Regions from separate parts of the Mus musculus genome. Here region 1 is linked to region 2. A link is a contact called in public HiChIP or PLAC-seq data. All regions are on one chromosome and are shown on one strand. Each heading gives the region's core, a stretch centred on a gene start, on an enhancer-like site or on the middle of the called end of the contact. The rest is flanking DNA. Distances are from core to core; before and after follow the strand shown. Region 1 overlaps Cdyl (chromodomain protein, Y chromosome-like). Region 2 holds the start of 1700019C18Rik (RIKEN cDNA 1700019C18 gene).

Evidence for each region. HiChIP or PLAC-seq counts read pairs in DNA pulled down with a chosen protein or histone mark.
Region 1: a contact with region 2 is called in an H3K27ac HiChIP or PLAC-seq map of embryonic fibroblasts, with 4 times the contacts expected there. The contact joins the enhancer-like site here to the promoter of 1700019C18Rik in region 2. A contact is called at or near these places in 1 of 484 Hi-C or Micro-C datasets (bone marrow-derived macrophages) and 11 of 115 datasets of contacts at active chromatin or transcription factors (bone marrow-derived macrophages, craniofacial prominence, embryonic fibroblasts and 7 more).

The regions. Positions count from the first base shown.
Region 1 is chr13:35,754,764-35,760,095 of GRCm38.p6, reverse strand. The region is part of intron 3 of Cdyl (chromodomain protein, Y chromosome-like); the gene reads right to left. Among named protein-coding and RNA genes, the nearest start is that of Cdyl, 98 kb to the right of the region's middle. Within about 2 kb of position 4,040, at least 48 of the 459 cell types and tissues checked have an H3K27ac peak or open chromatin away from gene starts, as enhancers often do. A contact at or near this core is called in embryonic fibroblasts, where this site is marked.
Region 2 is chr13:35,208,755-35,213,617 of GRCm38.p6, reverse strand. It overlaps 1700019C18Rik (RIKEN cDNA 1700019C18 gene), which reads left to right and starts at 1,570. Exons shown (of 2, transcript NR_126478.1): 1 at 1,570-1,796; 2 at 2,776-2,958.

The DNA.
Region 1 (5,332 bases), core at 2,791-5,290, 540 kb before region 2:
CTCTATGGGCACCTGTGCGTGCTTGCGCTCCCTCCCCTAAAGGAACAATTATCACCTGACAACTCCTGCCGTTTAGGAAATCCTTGAGTCTCTAATGTTTTCCAAGAAAACCAAGCTATTTCATGTCATGAAGTACGAATATGCCATCTTCGAGGACAATAGCACCACAGACACAACAAAATAACGACCGCCACAGAGGAACACTTCCATCCTGGACTCTACAGCACTCTATAAAAGCACCCAACAGATGCTGATGTAAATATGAAGCTATAATTTTAAGTTGAACATTAGTGACTAAAATAGTGTTTTTAAGTTATTAAGTCTTCACATTAAAAGATTTCATTATGGCAGAGGCAGGCAGATTTCTGTGTGTTCCAGGCCAGCCAGGACTACCTAATGAGACTCAAAGATTTCATTAGAAGCTGTGAACCTGTAGCTTAAGAAGCTAAAACATTGAAAACAGTAGTTCAAGGACAGCCTGGGCAACAAAACAAGACATGGTCTCATTAAAGAAAAATTTTCATTATTTCAAAAACACAATTCAGTTAAGCCTTTCAAGTATCACCTTTAACAAACATAGCATGCTTATCAAAAGTGTAAGCAGCTTCCTGCTATTATAAACCCAAAAGAGATCGCCAGGGAGAAAAATCAATCTTCCCATGTATTTGTTACTCTTCACAAGCACGGTGGGTGTTCAGACAATAAAGACCTGAATGGGTCTGGGGATGTAATTTGTGAAGCAACAAACTCTTTCTTAGGTGGGATCCCCAATACTACCCAGGCCTGTACAGTGGCACAGACCTGTAAGGCCAGCACTTGGGAAATGGAGGCATGAGAAGCACTCAAGGTCACCACAGTAAGCTTTCAAGCCAGAGAAGTCCCAGGTTGGAGAATGTGAAGTGGGCACCAAGTCCCACCCCTAACCAAGAAGCTATTTGCAATTGATAGCTTGTGTGTGTGTTGGTTTTCTTCAATGGATTGGCACTGGGTATATTAACCACACTCCAGTTGGAATGGGCAAGAATAGTTGGCCAACATGGTATGGACTCTATGTGTTTCATGTGTTGGCAGGTGTTTGAGAAAAAGACCATCAGTTGTAAGGATGAGGGGACCTGAAAGCTCAGAAAGAGGAATAATATGACCAAAATATATTGTATAATTTTATTTTAGGATTGAAATAAAAGAGGTACAAGGTCTTCCTTGGCTACCTAGCCATGTTCTATTTCAGCCTGGAATCTGGCTGAGAGATTCTGAGAGAATCTGGACATCCTGCCTCACCTGAAACCTTAACTCTTTGTGTCTTGCGATGGTGTGCTGAGGGAGCAGGCAACTGGTTTTCCATTGAGGACAAAGAATCTACAGGAAAGCAGCCATTTAGTTTGGAAGTTGCTTCTTTTAGATCAGTGATTCTGTGGGTGGTGACCTCTTTGGGGTCATACATCAGATACCCTGTAAGTCAGATATGTACATTGCAATCCACAATGGTAGCAAAATTCGTTATGAAGTAGCAATGACAAAGTTGGAGCCGTGAAGGGCCACGGCATGAGGAAGGTTGAGAACCACAGCTGCAGACAGATGGAAGGACTGTGTTGTTCACCTGATGGTGCTCATAAAAACCAGTACAGAACCTTTCTTAGTGGTAGAGCATGAAGAGGGACGGGGCTAAAGGAACAGTTGTTGAGGAAAAAGAGAGAGGAGAGCCAGCATCAATCTTCTCTCCACTCACTCCCATCTCTCTCCATGACCAGACATAGACACCATAAGTGTTTCCTGCAAAGCTATGGGACACATGTCACTCTGAGTTCATTTTGCCACTGATATATAAAAACTTCTCAAATACCCAGCCCTTTGTAGTCCACGCTCAACAAAGTTCAAGACTCAAGAGGCTGCTACCTTCAGGGCCTGGAGATGCCAATCACTGGCTGCCTTCTCTCTAGAGCGCCCTGCTGATGTTAGAGTGCCAGGGGAACATGACGGCTTTGGGAACAACTCCAGGCTCCCAAGCTGATCATCAACTATTCTTAAGAGCAGCAGACTCTTGCACACACTGGTATATCAGCCCTCTAAAACTCATGAAGACTCTTTTCTTTTGAAACAGATCTCCCTATGTAGCCTAGGCTAACTAGATCCTATCTCCAGCTCCAGTATGCTCTGATTACAAACAGGGAGTTCTAGAAGGGCTCTTAAGGATAGCATGGTCTTTGGGCTCAATAACCAAATTTTCCTCTCGGTTTGGGAGGAATGCTCAAAGGGAAATGCTGGCCAGAAGCAAAAGGCTGGCTCTGAGCCAAGTGGGAACACGGATAACGTCTGTCTCCTGGAGCTTCCACCTTCCTAGGGGATGTTTAAAGCACACCCTCCCCAGCCAAAGATCTTCTAGATCCAATCAGTGGCTCTGAACCTTCCTAATAACCGTTCCTCATGCTGTGATGACTGCAACCACAAAATCATTCCATTGCTGCATCATAACTGTAAGGTTGCTACTGTTACGAATCATAACGTAAGTATCTGATATACAGGTTATCTGAACATACGACCCCCCAAGGAGTCCACTACATGAAGCCATCCCACTGGGCAATCCCTGGAATAATGCAGAAGCACCCAGAGACTGTGGGAACAGCAGCTCCAGCTACATGGACATGGAGAGACTGGCTCATGGCACATTACAGAAGGGGTTGTGGCCACTGGCCAGTCCAAAGGGCAAATCGGCTAGACCCTGGATCCCTGAAGAACATCGCTAATAATGGGCAAGGCAAGGACGGTTGCTGTCATGCACAGGTAAATGAGGGCCACACTCAGATGTGACCTCCCATGTCAGAGCGGAGGACTGCAGTCCCAACCCCCCAGAAAACGGATGCGTATTTCCATCCTATCTTTACTCTCCACCCATTACCTAGAGCAAGAGCTGGGGAACGCAGGGGGGCGGTCCAATCTTTGGTCTTATCAGAGGGTACACACAGGGTTACTGTGCTTCACCCCAGTAGTGGGGAGAGTCCTGACCCACTACTGAAGCAGCCTCTCAGGTCACCCACAACCCTCCACTGCGGCAGAGTAAGCCACAGAAGCCCCAAGGCGAGCTCCCAAGGCTTCACCCTCCCCTTTAGTGAAATTGTGACTCTGAAAAATGTTAGAACAGCTGCTCCCTACCACCACGCTGACCACCACGCTGACCCAGTGCTCCTTTCCCCCCTGGGGCCTGCCTTCTCACAACAGGGGAGGGAGTACTTACTGGGTGTCCCTACAGCTACCGAGCTCTAACGGTTAACATCTGATTCCCTCCTACCAACATGAGAACATCTATCTCAACAAGGTCTCATTTTCGGGACCAGCAAAATGGTCCAGTAGGTAAAGGTGCTTGCCACATAAGCCTGGCAGACCTGGGCTTGAACCCTAGAATCAACGTCAAAGTGGAAGCGAAGAAATCCACATCAATGCTATCCCTAAAGGAGAGAACAGACTCCACCAAGTTATCTTCTGACCTCTGTACATCATGACACGTGCAACTAAGTGCACACGTGACGCACCCGTACAATTTAAAACAATTTTTTAATTGCAGCCCAGGTGGTGATGGCGTACATCTTTAATCCCGGCACTTGTGAGGCACAGGCAGACAGATCTGAGTTTGAAGCTAGCCTGATCTACAGAGTAAGTTCCAAGACAGCCAGGGCTACACAGAGAGTAAACAAAGTTTCAAAAAAAACCAACCAAACAAACAAAAAAACAACCAACCAAACAAAAAAGAAATGTATTCTGTGACATTTTAAGTTTTATTCTGCATAACCACTATAAATCTGAAGCTACTCAGGAAGGAATTGACAGATATGTATTCATCCATTTAACCAAACCACACTCAGAAGGCATGTAGGAGTAGAACCTTAGTGACATGCTAATCTGAAGATCTTTCTGAGGTAGATAGGGGAGTGGTAAAAAAGAACAAGAGAGCAGAACTAACTCCACACCACAGTGACAGCATGATGCAACCCCACAGAAGCCTGCGTGTGCCCATCAGCCCCCATAAAATGTATCCTGACTGTATATACTACCCACCATTAGTCACCTGATAGCCATCTGGGCTGTAAAACTATCAGTTACCACAGGGCTCACAGTTAAGGAACTCGTATTTTACATAATGGCCCCAGAGATTAGGAATTAAGACGTGTCAAACAGAGATATAAAATACTCCTTCAAGTGAAACTGTACCACTACAAACAGGCACTCTGACAGGGTGCATATGCCAACAAGGGAGCACACAGCCATAAAACTCGCTAGAGAATATTGCCTACTCTCTTACCATGCCTAATTTATAAATTAAGACAACACAGGTATGGATGTGTGGATCACGGCTTTCCATTCCTGTGGCGCAATGCCTGAGAGAATCGCTTACAGAATTAAGATTTACTTTCGGCCCACAGCTGATTTGCTTCAGGCTGTGGCAGGGAGCACGCGCTGAAAGACAATTGTTCACCTACCAGCTAGGAGGCAAGAGAACACAGGTTCTCACTATCCCTGTGAAGAACATGCCCCACAGTGACCTAAGGACCTCCCATTAGGCCCCACTTCTTAAAAGCTTTTGACAACTCCTAATAGGTACTTGAGCCTTCTTCGGGCCAAGTAGAGCCAAACAGCATGAACAGGAAGAAGCACAACAGAGAGAGGGATGAAAACTGTCCATTTTGGGTATCCAACTACAGATGCTACGGCATTCTCTGTTACAGTCTGAGAGGAAAAGCACAAATCATCTGCTAGTGAACTACACCCCCACACACTTTTGTGAGCGCGCGCACACACATACACACACACACACACACATACACACACACACACACACACACACACACACACACTCATGTGATCACCTCTTCTTTAGGCTCAAAGCATTATCTGGATATCTTCGAATCAGGGGGGAGTATATACCAGTCAGAAGACAACGGCAGTCAGTTTGAGCTCAGCTGCTTACACTGTACTTCATAGAAAAAGGAAACTCTTAGAACACACAGATAAAAACATAGGTAAATAAAGTGGGAGTTAGGCCCCTGTGTTCTGGTCCAGAGCTCTGCAAGACAGTAAGTGCAGAGCCAAAGTTGAGAGTTAGAGCAGAAGGCCTGGTGGGGAATCAAGTCAAGTCAGAGACAGGACCCAGGAACAAGAAAACTCAGACAAGGGAGCCTGTCAGTACCCAAGGCAGATGACCACGGTGGACATAAACAGGATTGCATCTAGAGCCTGTGGTGAGACGGTGAAACCTGAAGTAGAACTAGCTGCTCACTTCATGGTGGTTAGAAAGCAGAGGGGGGTGGGGGTGGGGGTGGCCAGAATCCTAATAGTTCCTTCC
Region 2 (4,863 bases), core at 321-2,820:
ACCCCTCATATAAAGATGCCATGGAGCTGAAGCTGTGATAAAATGGCAAAAGAATGAGCAGAGGACGTGAAACCAACACTGGCTCTTTTCTACATGTCTGCCACTCAGATATCTGCATTCCTTCTTCAACCTAAAACCATCTACGTTCTCCCAGGAAACTTACGACTCTTTTTCAGAAAAAGAAATCCAAGGACAGAAAGGTTTTGTGTCTCCTATAAGAAGATCTCGCAATCATAGAAAGATCTGGAACTTTAGTCTGGACTTGGAACTCTTCACGTTTGCTATTAAGTTCTATGGAAGATTTGCAGTGGGGCGGGGACAGACTCCTGAGTTCTGGATAACTGGGAAGGCTTGGGGTGAGGAGAGACATGAACATTGGACTTAAGAAGTGGAGATAAGGGAAAGACAGGAGAGAGTGGGTTAGTGACACTGTAGGGGATTGTCCAGATAAAGATGGACCAAAGACAGAACAAACCAGGATATCCTCTATCCAAAGTCAGGGCTGTTTCTTACTTTTGCTGCATTTGCAATTGGCATATGGGAACCCCCTAAATGCTAGACTAGAGGCTGAGACTTTATCTTTAACAAGGGCCCAAGAATATTCAATCTGATTAATGATAAAATCAACTTAAAAGCTGAAAGGAAGATTCTAGAATAAAGAGAGAGGGCAAGTTGAATTTTCTTTTGCTACACAGGCGCATCCCATCTCTTTTCCTTCCTCTACCCCCACACTGCCACGTATCCCTGTTACCCATTCAGCCCTTTATATACCTCCCTGGTGTGAAACACATGATCTGGTGACTTTGTAGAGGACAGTCTCCACCCTCTTGTGTCTGTCAGTCGATGTGGCTGTTTGCTGCGACTTGCTTTCTGCGGCCTTCCATTCACTCTGTATGTAGGTAACTTAACATTTATTTGCTGAGCCATCTAGACTGTGAGGCAAAGTGCCCTTACTTTGCCTTTTCACAGGCTCATGTTCCCTGTATGCTCTGCACTAGGATCAGGAGGGTAGGTCCCCAGTGGGAGAGCCTCTTGAGGCCTGCTGATGGGGTAGAAGAAGCCGTGATGACTGTTGGCCTGCAAGCTCCCTTAGTCCCTGAACTGTCTGGCTATTGGCCTGTGTCAGAGCTGGGCTCTCATCCAGATGAAGGCCTGGTTTAGACAGCAGCCAAAGAACCTGCTTTCCTGTTCCATCTGTGGATGAGATCCTGGCCCAGCCACATGAACTTAAAACAGACTTAAAGACGGTCTCTGATGAGCAGCGCATTCTAGAAGGGCCAGACGTGTGTTTCTGCAGCACACCTGTGGTGATGGTTCATATTGACTTTAAATTTGACATGGTCTAGAATTACCCAGGAGACAATTCTTTGGGCGCATCAGTGAAGGATTTCCTAGACAAGTTAATCAAGGTGGGAAGACTTACCCTAAATGCATAACAGGATAGAAAGGTGAAACCGAGCTGAGCACCAGCAGTCAACACTCCTTGCTTCCTGACTGCGCATGCGTCAAACTGCACCAGCAGTCAACACGCCTTGCTTCGTGACTGCGCATGCCTCAAACTGCACCAGCAGTCAACACTCCCTGCTTCCTGACTGCGCATGCCTCAAGCTCCTGCTGCTCACTATGCCGGCCTTGTCATGGTGGATGGTACCTTTGAACCTCGAGGCAAAATAACACTTCACCCCCTTACATTGTATTTGTTCAGATAGTTTATGGCAGCCACTGGAGAAGTAAATAATACAACACCTCAAAGAATTGAAAACACACATAGTGGCTGGCTTTTCATCGTACAACTGGTAAGTTCCCCTCAGTGATCGGGACCATGTAAACCACTACAGACTAAAACTGGACCTAGTTCTTCCTTGTCATTCCTCCCTCCCCACAAACCAATAACTCCTGCCTCTTATCAGGCAAGGTAGTTTCTTTCACACCTGGGTCCCCTGACCCACTCAGAGCTCCTTCCCTTCCTCCCATGCCCAGTGGCTTAGCAATCAACCTCCTGTCTATTCCTTACTATGAATAAGTAAGGAATAGACAGGAGCCACCCACAGCCAACAGCATGGAAGAAAATCACAGGTAAAATATTAGACAGGGAACTCTGTTGTTTCTGGTCACCAACTGTCCCCTGCTGCTGGCAGTCCTTTCTTATGTCCCTAACCTTTCCTGACACTGCATGGATCTCTAACACAGTCATGGACCTATAGATGCTACAGTAGCAGGTGAGCACTCTTTGTTGTGAGATTAGGAGTGGATTCCAGATCAGCTTGTCACATCTCTCCTGTGTACTGCCGGGCAGCAGAGAGCAAAGTCAGAATTCTGGTCGTTTCCAGGGCTACAAAATTGATTCGTGCTGGGTTTGAGTGAAGTTCCCTGACTTTCTATCAATGCATTCTCCAGGGCAGTCATCAAGTTAATATGCAGTGTCACTTGCACCCATCCCTTCTCCATTCCTATGATTCTTGTCCCAGTCCGTGCCTTTCAGTGTGGTTTATAAGCCTTTCTTTGGTTATGGTGGACAAAGACAAGCTGCTCATCACAGGAACTTGTAAACTCTATGGGAGGAGCCTCAGGCCACGCAAGTAGAAGTATTTGAATCATCATGTGACTGTCCTTATTCTCTTGGGGCGGGTGGTGTCTAAAACTCACACTATTTGAAACACATACTATTAATTACAAATATATAAAGTGAAATGAACTTGTGTGGGGGGGAAACATATCTTCTATTTTTCTGGATAAAAACAAAATCCACATTCTACAATTTATTCTTGTTTTTAGAAAGAACAAGCTGGTCAGGAAAGTGATCCCACCCTGCACTGAAGGATGGAGTCATCAACTCTGCATAAACTAAACATCTCCAAGTGAATATGGGTGAGCCATGCCAAAAGCCCACAATCTGCCCTCGTTGGTTTAATAAAACAGGAATGTTCTAACCACTGAAATAAAAGAGTGAAGTCTCACAAAAACAGTGCTGGTGTGGACTGAGCTAGAGGTCTTCGGTCTCCATGAGTACGCAGAGAAGCTTCTACAACAGATAACATCTCATCTACCATATCCTATTGGTCGGGTCCCCAGAGAGATGCTTAAATGGTACAGATGAGGGCCCTGGTTCCTGCCTGCTGTGGCTCCACTGGCACATTAGCCTCTGTACTGACCACCTCTCCCAGGCTGACCATGATGCTCTGACTGAGGATCTCTGTTCATGCCATCTACCTCACAGCCACTGTCAGTGCAGCTGGTCACAAACCCAAGGCCATTTCCTCTCTGGTTTGTTCTCCCTCCCCCTCCCCCTCTCCCCTCCCCCGTCCCCCTCTTCCTTTTCCTTTCTATCTTCCTCTCTCTTTCTCCCTCTCTCTCTGATGACCAGTTATCTTCTACATGGTACTGAGTACAGCCTGACTAAGAAGGAATCCTGGTTTTGGTCCATAAGGCTTTTGTCACTGAGGTATTTCTGGAGAAAAGTTGGCAACTGAAGGCAGTCTGCTGGTGACACCTGAAGCTGGGGAGGAAGTCCTTCTGTTCCAGAGGGGGATCTGTAGAGCCTGACTTGTGTGTAGACACTGCTGGTGTGGGTCTATGAAGGTCTTGTGTGTAGACACTGCTGGTGTGGGTCTATGAAGGTCTTGTGTGAAGACACTGTGCTGCTGTGGGTCTATGAAGGTCTTGTGTGCAGACACTGTGCTGGTGTGAGTCTATGAAGGTCTTGTGTGAAGACACTATTAGCGTGACCTTGACTTCCAGCTTCATTCCTCCCTTTAAGGGAAGCACACATGGTGAATGGGCTGTTTATCTAAGCACTATCTACACCACTGGAGACTTTCAAAGCCAGAGCTGCCAACCCTCAAGCTCTCTTGTACTTCCCCTTGCCTGTTGACACTTCCCTTTCTGACTGTCAGGAGATATCAAAAGCAGGGAGACACGGGCCTGTCCACACACAGCTGGCTTCCGCCAGAAGCCCCATGGGTGGGGACAAATAGCTGTTTTACTGCTTCCATTGACTTCCGAAGCCCTTTGCCCCTGATTCCTGGGCTATAATCAGTTTCTCACATCAATAACCATTGCATCTTCATGGGACCTCTTCCCAGAAAGTAGCTACAAAATCATAAAAAGATTGGTGGCTCAGGACAGGACTTTCGCCACGCATTTCCCAGGCCACTTGTAAGCAGCCCTGAAGGAGAATATACACGTGCAAACAGTGCACATGATTGGACACTGAGTGTCTCACCCAATGCTCCTAGACTCCGTGTTACAGAACCAACGTTCTCTCTGTGGCTGACCTCACAACTCAGACAGTATTCCCCAACTCTCTAACAATGAAAGCTGGGGAACAAGCCCAGGGAGGCATCAGCCTCCCTGCTCTTGTGTCTGAGCCCCTGCGGGTACACATGTACAACATTCAGATCTAGAAATGCTCCACTCTCTTCCAGCCTCCATCACACAAGCACTGCCTAAGATTCCCCCTGTCGGTGACTCATCCCTCCGGCTCAGGAGAGAGTCCTCCTCCGATGTCATCTTGGTTTAAAGGGAACCCTTCCCCTGAAGGGTGTTGCTTTAAGTCCAGAGAATGTTGAAGCAGTGTGAGACCTGAAAAACAGCTTGTTTCTGCATGTACATTAAAGTAGGTATTGTCACTATGGGGAAAACCATGGTACCACCATGTAGGAAAACATTCTTTGGCTGTGGAGTCAAATTTCCCTTCAACTAGAATGTACTTTAAAAAAAACAAATAAACAAACAAGAAACAACAATACAAAGAGTTCAGAATGCAAAACTTGGGTAAATTTGAATGAATGTGTAGACAAATGGTGATATGTTAGAAAGTTTTGGACAAAAGCAAGTTCGAGAATTCACACTCCCTGGTTACTG